Regions from separate parts of the Canis lupus genome. Here region 2 is linked to region 1. The links are chromatin contacts, called in public Hi-C maps. All regions are on one chromosome and are shown on one strand. Each heading gives the region's core, a stretch centred on a gene start, on an enhancer-like site or on the middle of the called end of the contact. The rest is flanking DNA. Distances are from core to core; before and after follow the strand shown.

Region 1 (6,964 bases), core at 487-2,986:
GTTCTAAATATCCCTACATCCATCCACCCAAATATTTAGAGGCCCCAAACGCAAATGCCTCGCAGGGGCCAGAGGGCTGACCCACAACTGATGCCGCTGGTTGTAACAGAGCGGCTCTGGCGACCTGAGCCTGCTGCTGAGCAGACCAAAGAGGCCAGCAAACTGCTTCCCGGTTAAGCACACGGCCGCCACATCTTGCAAGCTCTCAAGATAATCCAGATATTTGCATCTACAAACCACATGGTAGATGCAAGCGGTCAATTAAAATATCAGAACACACAGGGCAGCCCGGGTGGCTCAGCGGTTTAGCGACGCCTTCAGTCCAGGGCGTGATCCTGGAGACTCCGGATCAAGTCCCACGTCGGGCTCCCTGCGTGGAGCCTGCTTTTCCCTCTGCCTGCGTCTCTGTGTGTCTCTCATGAATAAATAGATAAAATCTTTAAATATGTATTATAATTATATATTGTGTCAATATATATTATCACATATTATATAATTATATAATTAAATTATATGATTATATAATATATACATTATAATACATTATATGTATTATAGTATATTATACAATATATTTAATTTAAATTAATATATATTTGATGTATTAATATAGTATATATATGATTAAATTACATGTTAATATATATTTAATATTTAATATATATTTAAATTAAATGTGACATAAAGATTATGTATTATATATTTAGTATATTAATACATTTAATTCATATATATAAATATATCAGAACACAAGGCAGGCGAAATGCCCGTCAGGCCACCTGTGTGTGAGCTCGGGCTAGATTCTCAGTGGGTGTCACCCCCCACCACGCCCCGGGACCCCAGGGTCTCCGACAGCCTCGCTTCTCTCACTGGACTGATCCCGTTAGGAAGTGCTGGGTCTGCCCTTCAGGGCCGAGGCCTAAGCTTAAAAACACAGCGGAGCGGGTGCCTGGGCGGCTCAGGCTGTTGAGCGTTTGCGTCTGGCTCAGGTTATGACCCCGGGGTCCCGGGGTCCCGGGATCAAGTCCCATAGGGGTTCCCTATGCAGTGGGGACTCGGCTGCTCCCTCCATCTCTGCCCCTCCCCACACAGTGCTCGCTCTCAAATAAAACCCTTATTTTTTTTCTAAAGATTTTATGTATTTATTCATGAGAGGCGCAGGCATAAATAAAATCCGTAAAACCAAAACCAAAACCACAGCAGGGACGCCCGGGTGGCCCAGGGCGGGATCCCGGGTCGCGGGATCGAGGCCCACGTCGGGCTCCCCGCATGGAGCCTGCTTCTCCCTCTGCCTCTCTCTCTCTCTCTCATGAATAAGTAAAAATAAATAATTAATTGAAATGTTTTTTTAAAACACAGCAAAGAGGATTGTGGTTCGGGACACCCCGCGGGCTAGCGCGGCGCCTCCCCGCCCCCGTGAAGCATCCTCTGGGAACCCGGGACTGGGCGCGGCACACTCGGTCGGTACCTGCGTTCCTTGTTGAGGAGAGAGGACGGGTTAAAAGGGGGAAGCTCCAAACGCGTCCGTGACCACGTTATTTCCCTCCGAGAACGGGAGTCCGCCTTAAAGGCGCAGGCGCAGTCCTTTTGTCCTTCCCAGGCTGGGCTATGAGCGCGCGGGGAAGCTAAGCCCTCGCCTTTGAGCGTCTTTCCCGGCATGCTTTAGAGCCGCACCCGGCGCGCGGCGGCCCCGCGGGGAGGCGGACGCTGGGCTCCCAGTGCGGAGCGCGGAGCGCGGGTCCCGCCCCCCTTCCCAGCAGCCTCTCCGCCTTTGCCAACCTTTCTTAAAGGGGCCGGGCCTCCCGAGGAGGAGCGGGGCACCTGAGGTCGCTCAGCGAGGGAGGGACCCCGAGCTCCGGTTCCTGCGAAATCCAGTCAAACTGTGGAGCGTCTGCTCTGTGCCAGCCACGCCTTGGAGACGGGGCAGCGTTGCTCTTCCCTTCCTCCACCCTACAAAGCTGCTTCCAGCTGCTCGCAGAATTACATTGGCCTTAAACACATCCGCAGAACAACCCCGAGTTGCATGTTGTGCCTGGGGGGACGCCAGTGCGGAGACAGAAGGGGCGAGGAGCTCTGGGTGTCATCCTGAGCTAAGGTGAAGGGAGTTGGGCTCTTCAAAGGGAAGGAGAGTAATTCACAGAAGACGACAAGGAGTAAATGTGTGCTGGGCCGCACAGAAGCAAGGGGATGGCGAGAGCGATCGTCAGACTTTGCTAAACTCCTACCTGTCTCACCTGCGTCCCACGGTACTGCAGTTACCTATGGTGAGAGATCTCTTCTGGAGCAGGTCCTCTGTTGAAATTTTTTATTTTTTTTATTTTTATTAAGAGACACAGAGAGAGGCAGAGACACAGGCAGAGGGAGAAGCAGGCTCCATGCAGGGAGCCCGACGTGGGACTCGATCCCGGGACCCCAGGATCACGCCCTGGGCCGAGGGCAGGTGCTCCTCCGCTGAGCCACCCAGGCGTCCCATGTTTAAATTCTTTTAAGCAGTTGGAGGAGGCCAGTTTCTCCCTGAGTCTTTTATACCTTGATGGTTTTCAGCTCAGAAATAATCCACAAAAAACAAAACAAAAAAAAAAAAAAAAAGAAAGAAAGAAAAGAAAAAAGAAAAAGAAAAAGAAAAAGAAAGAAAAGAAATGATCCACAAGCCAAATAATCCACACACACACATATGAAAAAAAAAAAAAAGATCCACAAGCCAAAGTGGCACCTCTCGGGGCAATTCCTCCACAGCCCCTACGCACACCTGGGCACCAGGCATGCAGCGCGGAGCAACCCAGACGCACCGTAAGCCCTCCGTGACAGCTTAAATCCCGAAGGACGTCCTCTCTTTTCTAATTTTCATAGATATACACTATAAATCTGTTTGCAACCTTTATCACTCAAGTTCTGGACCCACGTGTCCATCTTGCAACCCTCCACCTATTCCAAACTCCACTCGCCTCCGTACCTGACCCTGAAAACCCTCTCTGGGGTGTCAAAGGAGAAAGAAAATTGACCTCCAGTAAGGAACAGGCAAATCGGGTTTCTGCACCTGAATCTGCAATTGGGGGAATGGTTTGGCAGCCACCTGTTCAAAATTAGAGGCTGTTGCTTCTGTTCTCCATCTCGGCCCTCTGTTCGAGGGGTTTCCCACTTTCCCTACAAACTGGAACCTCTAGGAACTACTTAGAAGGAGATGAAACCTTGTTCCAGGTAACAACCCCAGAGGCATCCTTCTCATTTGCTTTTGCAGGAATGGCTGTGCTTCTTTTAGAAGGAAGGATAGGCACCTAGCCTCTCTGAGTCCCTCTGCCCTACATTTCCTCTATAAAAACTAATATTGATAAGGGAGAGCTTGGTTCTTGTCTCACAGAGTCGAAGACTGAATCTCATGGACAACAAAGTGAGCAAAGAAGTAGAAGTTTATTAAGCAGAGGTACGGAGAAAGCTCTTAAAGGTAAAAGGGGTCCTGAGAGGGTTGCCCCCTGAGGCCTTTTATGGTCTTTTATAGGAAACTGACCAGGGAACTTGGTAGATTTCTCATCAATATCAGGGTGGATTTGTAAATATCATGTCTATATTTAGAAACAACATGGTGAATTTGTAACTATCACAATAACAAACAAGATGTTCTTATAAATATCATGAGCCCAAACAAGGTGTTCCCTTCTCTCTGATTAGTATCTCCTGCATAACATTTCTCTACATCTGGGATTTCTCTGAGCCTAGTCAGGTAGCCCTTGGCCTTGAGATGCCATCTTATGCCATCTTGGTTTGAGCAGGGACTATCAATAACACCTTAATGACATTTCTTTGTAGTCTGGTGAGTTTCTGCGATTACTCAGTAGCCATTAAAGGGGGATACTCCTAACATGTTGGAGCTAGGGAGCCAGGTTTATTTTTTTTCTGTTTTTACTGTCTTGTGTCCCTTTTCTTGAGATGGGTAAGAGCCTGACTCTGGGGCCTTTCCCTTATCTTTCCCTGCCTAGCACCATCTGCCCCTAACTCATGACTATGAATAAAATTGTATTTATTAACTAGCTATTTAAAAAAAAAAAAAAAGCTGCTGATGTATACCTTTGTTTTCTCAACCAGAATTTCTCATTTCCGCACTCCGATTATCTTACTAGCAATAAACCTTAATACATGTTCAAGATCAATTGGTCAAAGAATTGTTTTCAACTCGCTTCTGTATTCTATCCCTGTGAATAGCAAGGACCTCCCAATTATTCCCCAAGACACCAGGGAGAGGAGACAGACCTAACATTTCTACAAAAGAGGGTTTCCAGTAAAAATCTTAAGTGCTCATCATTGAAGATGCATTTAATAATGTGAAGAAAAAAAAAAGTGAAGACACCTTAACTAAAACTTGGAACTAGGCTAAAGGGACTGCTAAATGTCCTTTCCCCACTTTAGTAATTTTAAAATTGATCCATTTTCTTTTCCTTCTGCTATTGCCTTAGTTCAGTCTTATGATCCGTTGCCTGAATTCCTAGAACTGGTCTCTTTCCAATCCTACCTTCCTTTCTCTCTCATTCTCTACAGTACAACTTAAATGTTTTTGTTTTGGGTTTTTCTTTTTTTCTGGACTATTCTATAGTTCAGAAAAGCCCTTATATTCCTATAAAATAAACCAGATAAGCCATGAAAAATACACCTGGATTTTCTTTTCTATTGTTCCGGGGTATTGATGTATTGTTGTTTAATTAAAAGAAAGAGCTGTCATGCTTTTATTAAAATGGACCCAAGTGCTACCAAGCAGATTTGTCAACTGATAACAACTGAGCTATCATGTGGCTTTATGATTTTTGGCGCAGGGCCTTGTTCTCTCTGTAGGCTCTCTCTCCTTGGTTAAGACAGCAAGCTGTGAACACTGCCCCATAAACAACCCATCTTCACTGTTCCATCCACCTTCTCAACCTTCAGAGCTCAGGTCCGGATCAAGGCCCTCTGAAAAGCCTTCTGCAACATACACACACTAATCTCGACATTTTCTTAGCTTCCTATGGGTACATCCAATGAGAATATCAAGCAGAACTACCATTGCCTGGCTTCTCTACTAGACTTAGAGAAAGTCTATGTCTTTCCTCTTTTATCTTCTGGCACAGTTGAGACAATTCTGTTAAATGAAAGACAAGCAAACAAATGAATAAATTAGCAAACATTACATATCAGTGTCTCATTATTAAATTTTATTTTTAACAGTTTTATTGTATAACTGACAGGCAATAAATTTCACATAAAGTATATACAATCTGATGTTTCGATATACATATACACTCATAAAACCATTACCAAAATCAAGATAGTGAGCATATTCAGTGCCCCCCTGTCTTTGCCCACATCCCCCCTATCCCATCCCCAGGCAGTCACTGATCTGCTTTCTGTCACTATGGATTAGTTCGCATTTTCTAGATTTTTATATAAATGCAATCATACAATATGTTCTCTTTTTTGTCTTTGTTTTCACTCAACATGTTTATTGTGAGATTCATCCATGTTGTTTGAGCATCTTTCTATGCTTCTTTGCCATCCATTCATCTTCTATTCAAATTGTGTCTCATTTTAAGTCCAACTTTTTGCATTGTTTTTCTTTGTGTGTGTGTGTGTGTGTGTGTGTGTGTTTCTGTTCTTACACAATTCAGGTACATTAAAAATAAGTGCTTTGTATTTTTGTTTTTCCTCAATGCTGGGAGAACAATTCAACAAAGCTAATGGAATTATCTGGAATGATGAGAAAAACATAACTTCTTTTGCCACTTTGGGAGACTAGTGTTTATAAATATAACAGTTTTTAACTGTTTATAAATATAAATGACAAACATAAATATATTCATTTATTTTTTTGGTAAATATATTTCTAGTAAAATATTGACATTTCAGTCTTGTTTTCAAATCAACACTGAGGGCAGCCTGGGTGGCTCAGCGGTTTAGCACTGCCTTTAGTCCAGGGCGTGATCCTGGGGTCGTGGGATCAAGTCCCACATCGGGCTCCCTGCATGGAGCCTGCTTCTCCCTCTGCCTGTGTCTCTGCCTCTCTCTCTCCCTCTGTGTCTCTCATGAATAAATAAATTTTTAAAAATCTTAAAATAAAATCAGCCCTGAGATGCAGAAAACACATAAATTGCCCCCAAGAAGGGGTGCCTGTTTGGCTGTCTGTAAAACATGCAACTCTTGATATTGGAGTCTTGAGTTCAAGTCCTTGACTGAGTGTAAAGCTTACTTTAAAAAAAAATAACACACACGCAAGGAAGCGTGAATTTGCCTCTGCCATCTCAGAATGTGTTTCTCCCCAAACTTGTCAAGTGTGAAGTTTGGGGTTTTCTAAGAGCTTAAACTTCCTCCTAACTTCTCTCCACAAAACTATCCTTGCAACCGTTCTGTAACACCATGTCTGTGTGAATGTGCAAGTTTCCTCTTTTCAGTTCCTCATCTGAGGTTTGCACTTGCTGCTCCTTCAGGAGGCACACTTATAAACCCAGAGTTAAGTCACACCTAAAAATCCTGACTGCGGGTCCCTTAAGACCTGTTTGCTATAAAAAGGATAGAGAAGTTGCAGAGCTGCTCAGTCATCAGCCAACTAAAGCTATAGTGCCATCTAGTGAAAATTTAGTTTAACATCTGACAGGTGTGTCAGTTAAAATGGTGAAAGCAAAAAACTAAAAACAACAACAAAAAAAAAAAAACAGCAAAACTGAAACTGTGAAATAGACTTAATTCTGTATAAAGAGCAGATTCTCACCCACAATGTTACCACACTGGTACACTTGTTCAGTTGTAAAATACAGTGGAAATACTTATCACTGGTAATAGTTAAAGCCTAAAGTTTAAAGAAAGACTGTGTTGGGGTGCCTGGGTGGCTCAGTTGGTTAAGCATTGGACTCTTGATCTTAGGACCTTTTTTTTTTTTTTTTTTTTTTGTTAGGATCTTGAGTTCAAGCCTTATGTGGGGTTCCACACTGAGTATGGAGCCTACTTT
Region 2 (7,082 bases), core at 724-3,223, 250 kb before region 1:
CAAAGGATGCAAGGCCACGGTCTTAATCATTACAGAATATTTCCTGACACAACTTGGGTGTTTACAGGATGGAAGCCCTGGAGATGATCACTCTGGTTTTAGAGGTTGTCCTCTCTCAGAATGGTTCTCCTAGAGTTGAGCTCTATGCTGCCTCACCCCAACCCCTTGCCAGAAATAATAAAAACAAATTTTAAAAAAGGAAGAAACAGAACCATCTTAAGTAGACCTCTGCCTGAGTAACTTGACCCAGTCACCTCACCATGATCTACTCTTCCTTATTCACAAAAGATTAACAACTGAATTCTCTAGGCTAGGTCAACCATTGTCATGTGTCCTCAAGCTCTGTCACTGAATCCATTGTATCCTGCCATTTAATTGTCTAACTGATGCTGATTCGTTTAATTAATAATTTCATTCCACAACAGAAAAATCAGAGGAGGCTACTTGGAGGTAACATACTTACTTGTTAAGTATAATCTTACTCTTTTACCATTGTGTACGTTCCCATTTCCCTCCAAACACGTGCTCCCCCTTCACACAGTGTTTTTACTTCTTTGGTCCTAGGAAGAGCAAGAAACATTCTGCAATTAGCGGTTTAATATAAAGCGTATATATATATATATATATATATTTTTTTTTTTTTTATTTATAATGAATTTTACAGTCACAATAAAAGCACACGTTTCATCTGTTTACCCTGATAGGACAACTGCCGGGCCAGAGTGTGTTCCTGTAAGGTTGCACCAAAAAAAAAACGCACTAAGTCTGCAAAATTCCTACTAGGTGTGCAACCTGACAGAAACACAAACTAGGTGTGGCCTCGAATACCCTTCACTGCTTAAAATGAGAATTCGTGTGTGTGTGGGGGGGGGGGGGGTCCTCCAGGTTCACTGCTGTCCGACCGTTCTAGAACAAATACTTCAATTGCACTGCAATTTCCCTCACTGGAAGAGTTCGGAGAATCCGACTGCACAGAGAAAAATAATTAATAATAATAATAATAAAAGAATGTGAAGTAAAACCTTAACATTCCTGCATGTTCACGCTGGTACCATTTACAACCAACGTCAAACAGAAAAATCCCCAAACAAGCTCCCTACTGAAATGCGCCCCGAGCTTGAATCGCGACGCCGGCTGCCCTCTTTTCTTCTCAAGCTGGGCTCTTGACAAGTATCACAAATGAATTGTCTTCACGGAAACGATTCCCCCCCGCCCAAAGGTCGCCGCTGAGGTCGAGACCGGAGTCCCCCGAGGACACCCAAGAGCGACAGACGCCCGGAGGAGCCGAGCGCGGGGAGCGTCCGCCGGCCCCTGGGAGACGCTCGCCGGGCGGTCCCGCTTCGGGAGGGTCAGCAGGACGGAGCCGCGGAGAAGGAAACGCTCGAGAAACAGTAAATGCAAAAACAAAGACTTTTTTTTTTTTTTTCCCACGACCACGACGCAGGAAATAATTAAAAACAGAAGCTTCTCTCACACCCACCGCCTCAACAATCGCCTCGCGGCGCCACAAAACGCGCACCCGCCACCTCCACCGCGGACTGAGGCGATTTAAAGCAAACAGCCCGCGAGGCGCCGCCCTGGGGCGCGGGCTCCGAGTCTGGCGGCGGCCGGCGGGGCCCCGAGCGAGGCTGCCCGCCCAGCCGCGGGCGGCCGCGCGCCCGAGCCTCCCCGCCCGAGGCCCGGAGCCGCCCGAGCGCCCGCGACCCCGCGCCGCCGTCCGCGCCTCAGAACAAAAGCGGCCGCCGCCGCCGCCGCCGCCGCCCGCGGGCGCCTGGGCTTGGGGCGCCTGGGCTTGGGGCGCGCGGACCCGCGGAGGCGAGCGAGGGGCCGCGGGCCGCCGGGCCGCACACTTACCGACGGGCCCAGAGCCCAGCGCGGGCCAGCGGGGAGGACGCTCCGGCCTCCCGGGCCCCTGAGTTTAAGTCAGCTCGGGCCGCCTCCGGGGGCGGGTCGAGCGGCGAGGCCCCGGCTCCTCCCGCGGCTGGGCCCCGCCCCCGGCCGTGGGCGGCCGCCCGGAGGCCGGCGGCGCCCGGGTCCTAGTGCCCCCCGGGTAAGCAAGGCGGCGGCCGGTCGGGCCTTCCAGTCCCGGGCGGCGAGATTTGCAAAAGCCCGCTCCCGTGTCTGATAGGAATAAAGGGGAAAGGAGAGAAAATGAGTGGGAAGTATCAGTGAGGGTGACGGATCGTGAGAGACTCCTCACTCTGGGCAATGAACCAGGGGTGGTGGAAGCGGAGGTGGGCGGGGGGATGGAGGGACCGGGGGCGGGCCGGGGGGGGGCGGGGGGCACTTGACGCGATGAGCACTGGGTGTTATGCTCTATGTTGGCAAATCGGATCCAATAAAAAAATATATACAGGGGATCCCTGGGTGGCTCAGCGGTTTAGCGCCGCCTTCAGCCCAGGGTGTGATCCTGGAGACCTGGGATCGAGTCCCACATCAGGCTCCCTGCATGGCGCCTGCTTCTCCCTCTGCCTGTGTCTCTGCTCCCCTCTCTCTCTCTCTGTGTGTGTGTCTCTCATGAATAAATAAATAAGATATTTAAAAATATATATATTAAATAAGACATTTAAAAATATATATATGCAAAAAAATTAAATTTGAATGAAAAAAAAAAAGTCTCTATCAGTGGTTCTCTGCCTTTCACTCACATCAGAAGCATCCAGAGAGCTCCTTAAAAAGGATTGAAGCGCACCACCTTGCAAAATTGCCAATTCAGTGGGCTAAAGTAAGGCTGAAAATGCAGATTTATTTTTTTAAGATTGGTTTGAGAGAGAGAGAGTCAGGCAGAGACACAGGCAGTGGGAGAAGCAGGCTCCATGCAGGGAGCCGGATGGGGTCTCAAGCCCTTAACTGGGATCACGCCCTGAGCTGAAGGCAGATGCTCAACCCTTGAGCCACTTAGATGTTCCTGAAAGGGTAGATTTCTAACAAGCTCCCGGGATAGGCTGTTGCTGCTGATCTCAGAGCCAATGATACAGGGTATGGGGTCAGCAAACTTAATATAAAACAAGTGAAAGAGAAAGCACACCAAGTGAAGCGCACCAAGTAAATAATTTTTTTTTTCAGGTCATTGAAATAGGGAGAACGACAATTAATGCAGAGGAAACTTCCAAAAGTTAGGCCTTTTTTTTATGAGGGGTTTTATAGGAAGAAGTAAATGAGAGAATATGTCTGAGTGGTTAAACGTAAGAAAAGGCAGAGGTGGTTAGTTCTTGGCATAGGGAAGGCAGGGTATTCCTTCACCCCCAGGTCTGGATCTTGACTCTGCCACTCACTAGACATACAACTTTGGGAAAATCACTTAATCTGTTTCTGCTATTTTCCTGCCTGTAAAAGAAGAATAACAGGAATGCAGGTTTCTCCTGCTGTCTGAAAGTAGAGAATTCATATGAAAAGCCAAAGCGGTGTAAAGTGAGGAAGCAATTACCATTAATTTATGTGGAAACATTTTTGAGCATTCCCAGACCCAAAGAACAACTCCTTTTAGGCTTTCCTTAGGACACATCTTGCTAACAGATGCACAGAATAAGTTGGGATAAAGCACAGATGCTCACATAGTTAAAAGCTATAGCAGCTCAATGCTGAGATACCGAGTGTAGTTCCCAAGGAAGGTGAATTGGCGATGCCACTCTGGCTGCTCCGGGTACACTCCGCATCACAAACGCTGAATGCTATTCTCACTTATCATCTTTTTGCAGGAAAGCAAACATCTTCTTCAGATTTCCTTGGGTTAGCACAAACAAGTACTAATGTAAGTCTTTCGTAAAAGCAAAGTAGCATAAGGAAACCTTTCAAAAAGTGAAAAGCAGTGGGGCAGCCCTGGTGGCGCAGCAGTTTAGTGCTGCCTGCAGCCCAGGGCGTGATCCTGGAGACCCTGGATTGAGTCCCACGTCAGGCTCTCTGCATGGAGCCTGCTTCTACCTCTGCCTGTGTCTGACTCTCATTCTCTCTCTGTGTCTCTATGAATAAATAAATAAAAAATCTTTTAAAAAAAATAGTGAAAAGCAGTGGATACTTGTACTTACTTTCTAGGATTATTGAGACCATTACATAAATTAACGCATTAACTTAGGACATCTCCTGGAGCATGGAGTGGTATACTTGGCTCAGAAAAGGGGTTTTCCAGAGCCTAAGCCATACAGATAGACTATGAGAAATCAACCCAAGGGAGAGGGAGTTCTATTGCCAGAAAGTCTGATGCAGACCCCACTCCTACATAGCCTAAGGAAGGCTTAATGCCCAGCAAGATTTAATGCCCAGGAAGCTACAACTTTATTTGAGATGAAGTCACTGATCTCTCTGCCATGTATCCTTGTCTGTGTTTATGCTGACTTTCTCCTTTCTCCTTTAGATAAGTAAAGCTTGTCTGACTTCCAAAAAGTGTTTGGTCTTTCCACAAATCCTAAAGTACAACTGGCATTCATCAATTTAGCAGCCTTGAAGGATCACCAGCAAGGAGACTTGCAGAGGGAAGACACAATCTCTAGGACTTGAAAGTATATTTAATACAGGGCTGGATCTTACATTGACTTCTGTTTACCGTACTTATGGCACAGTGTTCCAAAGAACCATATTATCCAGATGGTCAGGCTTGTGGGACCCAGGAAATTTAACAAAATCCCTTATCCCTGGACAAGCAGAGCAGGACTGACTCTATTTTGTGCTGCACCCGCCTTGTGCTGACCTGCTTATTGCTTAGGGTACTGCCCCACCCTAGTCAAAGACCAGGGCACACCCTAATTGGAAATCCGGCTCAGTGATAGGCCGACCTGCTTATTGCTTAGGGCACTGCCCCACCCTAGTCAAGCCCAGGGCACACCCTAACCGGAAATCCGGCTCAGTGATAGGCCAGTTCAAATAGATACTGTAGGGTAAAATGTAATTCAATCGGCCACCTGCGAGTGGACCAGCATGACTGTGCAACTTTCTGCGTATCCCATTGGCCACTGGCCCCTATAAAGTTGCTAAGCCTCATAGTCTCGGGGTCAAGTCCCTGCTCCGCTGTGTCAGGTACACCTGGACCCAGGCTCGAGCTTGTAAATAAACCCTCGTGTGTTTGCATCAGTGTCGGCTCCTCGTGGTTTCTCGGATTCCCGATCTTGGGCACAACAGGCTGAGGAAAGATTTCCCCAAAAGATTAGATTGCTGTATGCTATGTCTACTATCATAAATTACACATCATCTTCCTATGTTTCCCAACATTCAAAAGCAAAAACTCAAAAATCAATTCAACTGTAGATATGATCTCAATCTTTTAAAAGCACAATACTTAGCCTCAAGGTTTGTTAACTCCTAAATTTATAAGACATGTTTTAGAAAAGTGGATGACATGGGGCTCTGGGGTGGTTCTGTTGGTTAAGCATCTGGTTCAGGTCATAGTCTCAGGGTCATTAGATCAAGTCCCATGACAGGCCCATGACAGGCTCTATGCTCAATGGGGAGTCTGCTTGGAATTTGCTTTCTCCTTCTGCCCCTCCCCACTGTGTGCACTCTCACTTTCTAAAATAAATAACTCTTTTTTTTTTTTTTTTTTTTAATTTTTATTTATTTACTTATGATAGTCAGAGAGAGAGAGAGAGGCAGAGACACAGGCAGAGGGAGAAGCAGGCTCCATGCATCGGGAGCCTGATATGGGATTCGATCCCGGGTCTCCAGGATCACGCCCTGGGCCAAAGGCAGGCGCCAAACCGCTGCGCCACCCAGGGATCCCTAAAATAAATAACTCTTGTAAAAAAAAAAAGTGCATGACATCATTAGCATGTCTATAGTAAGAAATTATAGTGGTGTACAAAAGATGATTATACATTTAAGTGGCAAATTAGGTCATTGGATTCCTTTTTATTTTCTTGGCTATCCCTTGTGTTCTGCTTCCCCTTCCTGTTAGTATTATTTAACTGGATACAGGGTCACATAACTGGATACAACATTCCCCAAGCCTCCCTTGCAGCTAAGTATTGCCACATTTTAATTCTCATAATGAAGTATGAGCACAAATGTTGTATGTAACTTCTTCCTAAGGGAATGCTTTACCTGAAATTCCTCTATCATTCTCATTTGTTTGGACTGCAACATAGAAAAAGCAATAACTAAAGTTCAACCATACAAAGGAAAATAATTCCTGAGGACAGGAATTCTTTTCCTTTTTGGGGCCATAAACCTCTTTGGTTAGCTTAGTAAAACCCATAGACTCCTACCCATAGACTCCTAGTTAGAATAATGTTTGGGAATGCTTAAAATAAAATACATAAGATTACAAAGGAAATTAATTCAATATGAAAGTTCTCGAAATATATATTTTTTAAGATTTTATTTATTTATTCATGAGAGACACACAGAGAGAGAGAGAGGCAGAAACATAGGCAGAGGGAGAAGCAGGCTTCATGCCGGGAGCCTGAAGCAGGACTCGATCGCAAGAGCCCAGGATCATGACCTGAGCCAGACAGACACTCAACCACTAGCCACCCAGGTGCCCCTTCTCAAAATATTTTTGAAAACAAATTGTGACATGATAATATGTATTTCTGTATTAACAAGATCTAGTAGCAGATCCAAAACAACTATGATTTTTTAACCAATGAACTTAAATGATATTTCAAGATCATCTGCATTAACTCTAATAACATGAAAATGAAGGCTAGTTGGAAGGCAGGCAGGCAAGGACAAGCACCCCTCCCCCACCACAGCCCTAATGGGAGACCATCCTTAAAAGCATTTTTTTTACCACCCTGGATGGAGCCCTCCACCCTTTCCCATGTGATAGGTGACAAAAACCTGATTGGATGAGGTTAATTGGATGAGGGACGGTTAATCAAATTAAAACAGCCCATAGAAACCCCAAGACTTAGAAACTCTGAGGGCAACCGCCTAGGGTCCCTTCCCTCCTTGGGAGCTTTGTACTATTGCTATCATTCAATACCCCTTGTTTTGCTGCCTACTACTCTGTCAGGTCTACCATTTTGTTCTTCGAAGTGGCATGTTCAAGAACCACATGCACCAACGGAGAAAGAGTTCCTGTAACAAAAATACCTGTGATTTTTTATGGTGACAAATTTACTGTTAATACTGCTGTGTTACTGTGGAAT

What was found. A called contact is a pair of places that touch in the nucleus more often than the background predicts.
Region 2: a contact with region 1 is called in a Hi-C map of blood, with 2.1 times the contacts expected there. The contact joins the promoter of RESF1 here to the promoter of ETFBKMT in region 1. A contact is called at or near these places in 4 of 9 Hi-C or Micro-C datasets (amygdala, blood and skin fibroblasts).

Annotation. Positions count from the first base shown.
Region 1 is chr27:29,455,410-29,462,373 of UU_Cfam_GSD_1.0, reverse strand. ETFBKMT (electron transfer flavoprotein beta subunit lysine methyltransferase) reads right to left here and starts at 1,736. Exons shown (of 3, transcript XM_038577206.1): 1 at 1,469-1,736. The coding sequence starts at 1,659. LOC106557923 (a long non-coding RNA gene) reads left to right here and starts at 1,662. Exons shown (of 4, transcript XR_005380012.1): 1 at 1,662-3,198.
Region 2 is chr27:29,709,238-29,716,319 of UU_Cfam_GSD_1.0, reverse strand. RESF1 (retroelement silencing factor 1) reads right to left here and starts at 1,973. Exons shown (of 5, transcript XM_038577216.1): 1 at 1,855-1,973; 2 at 464-560.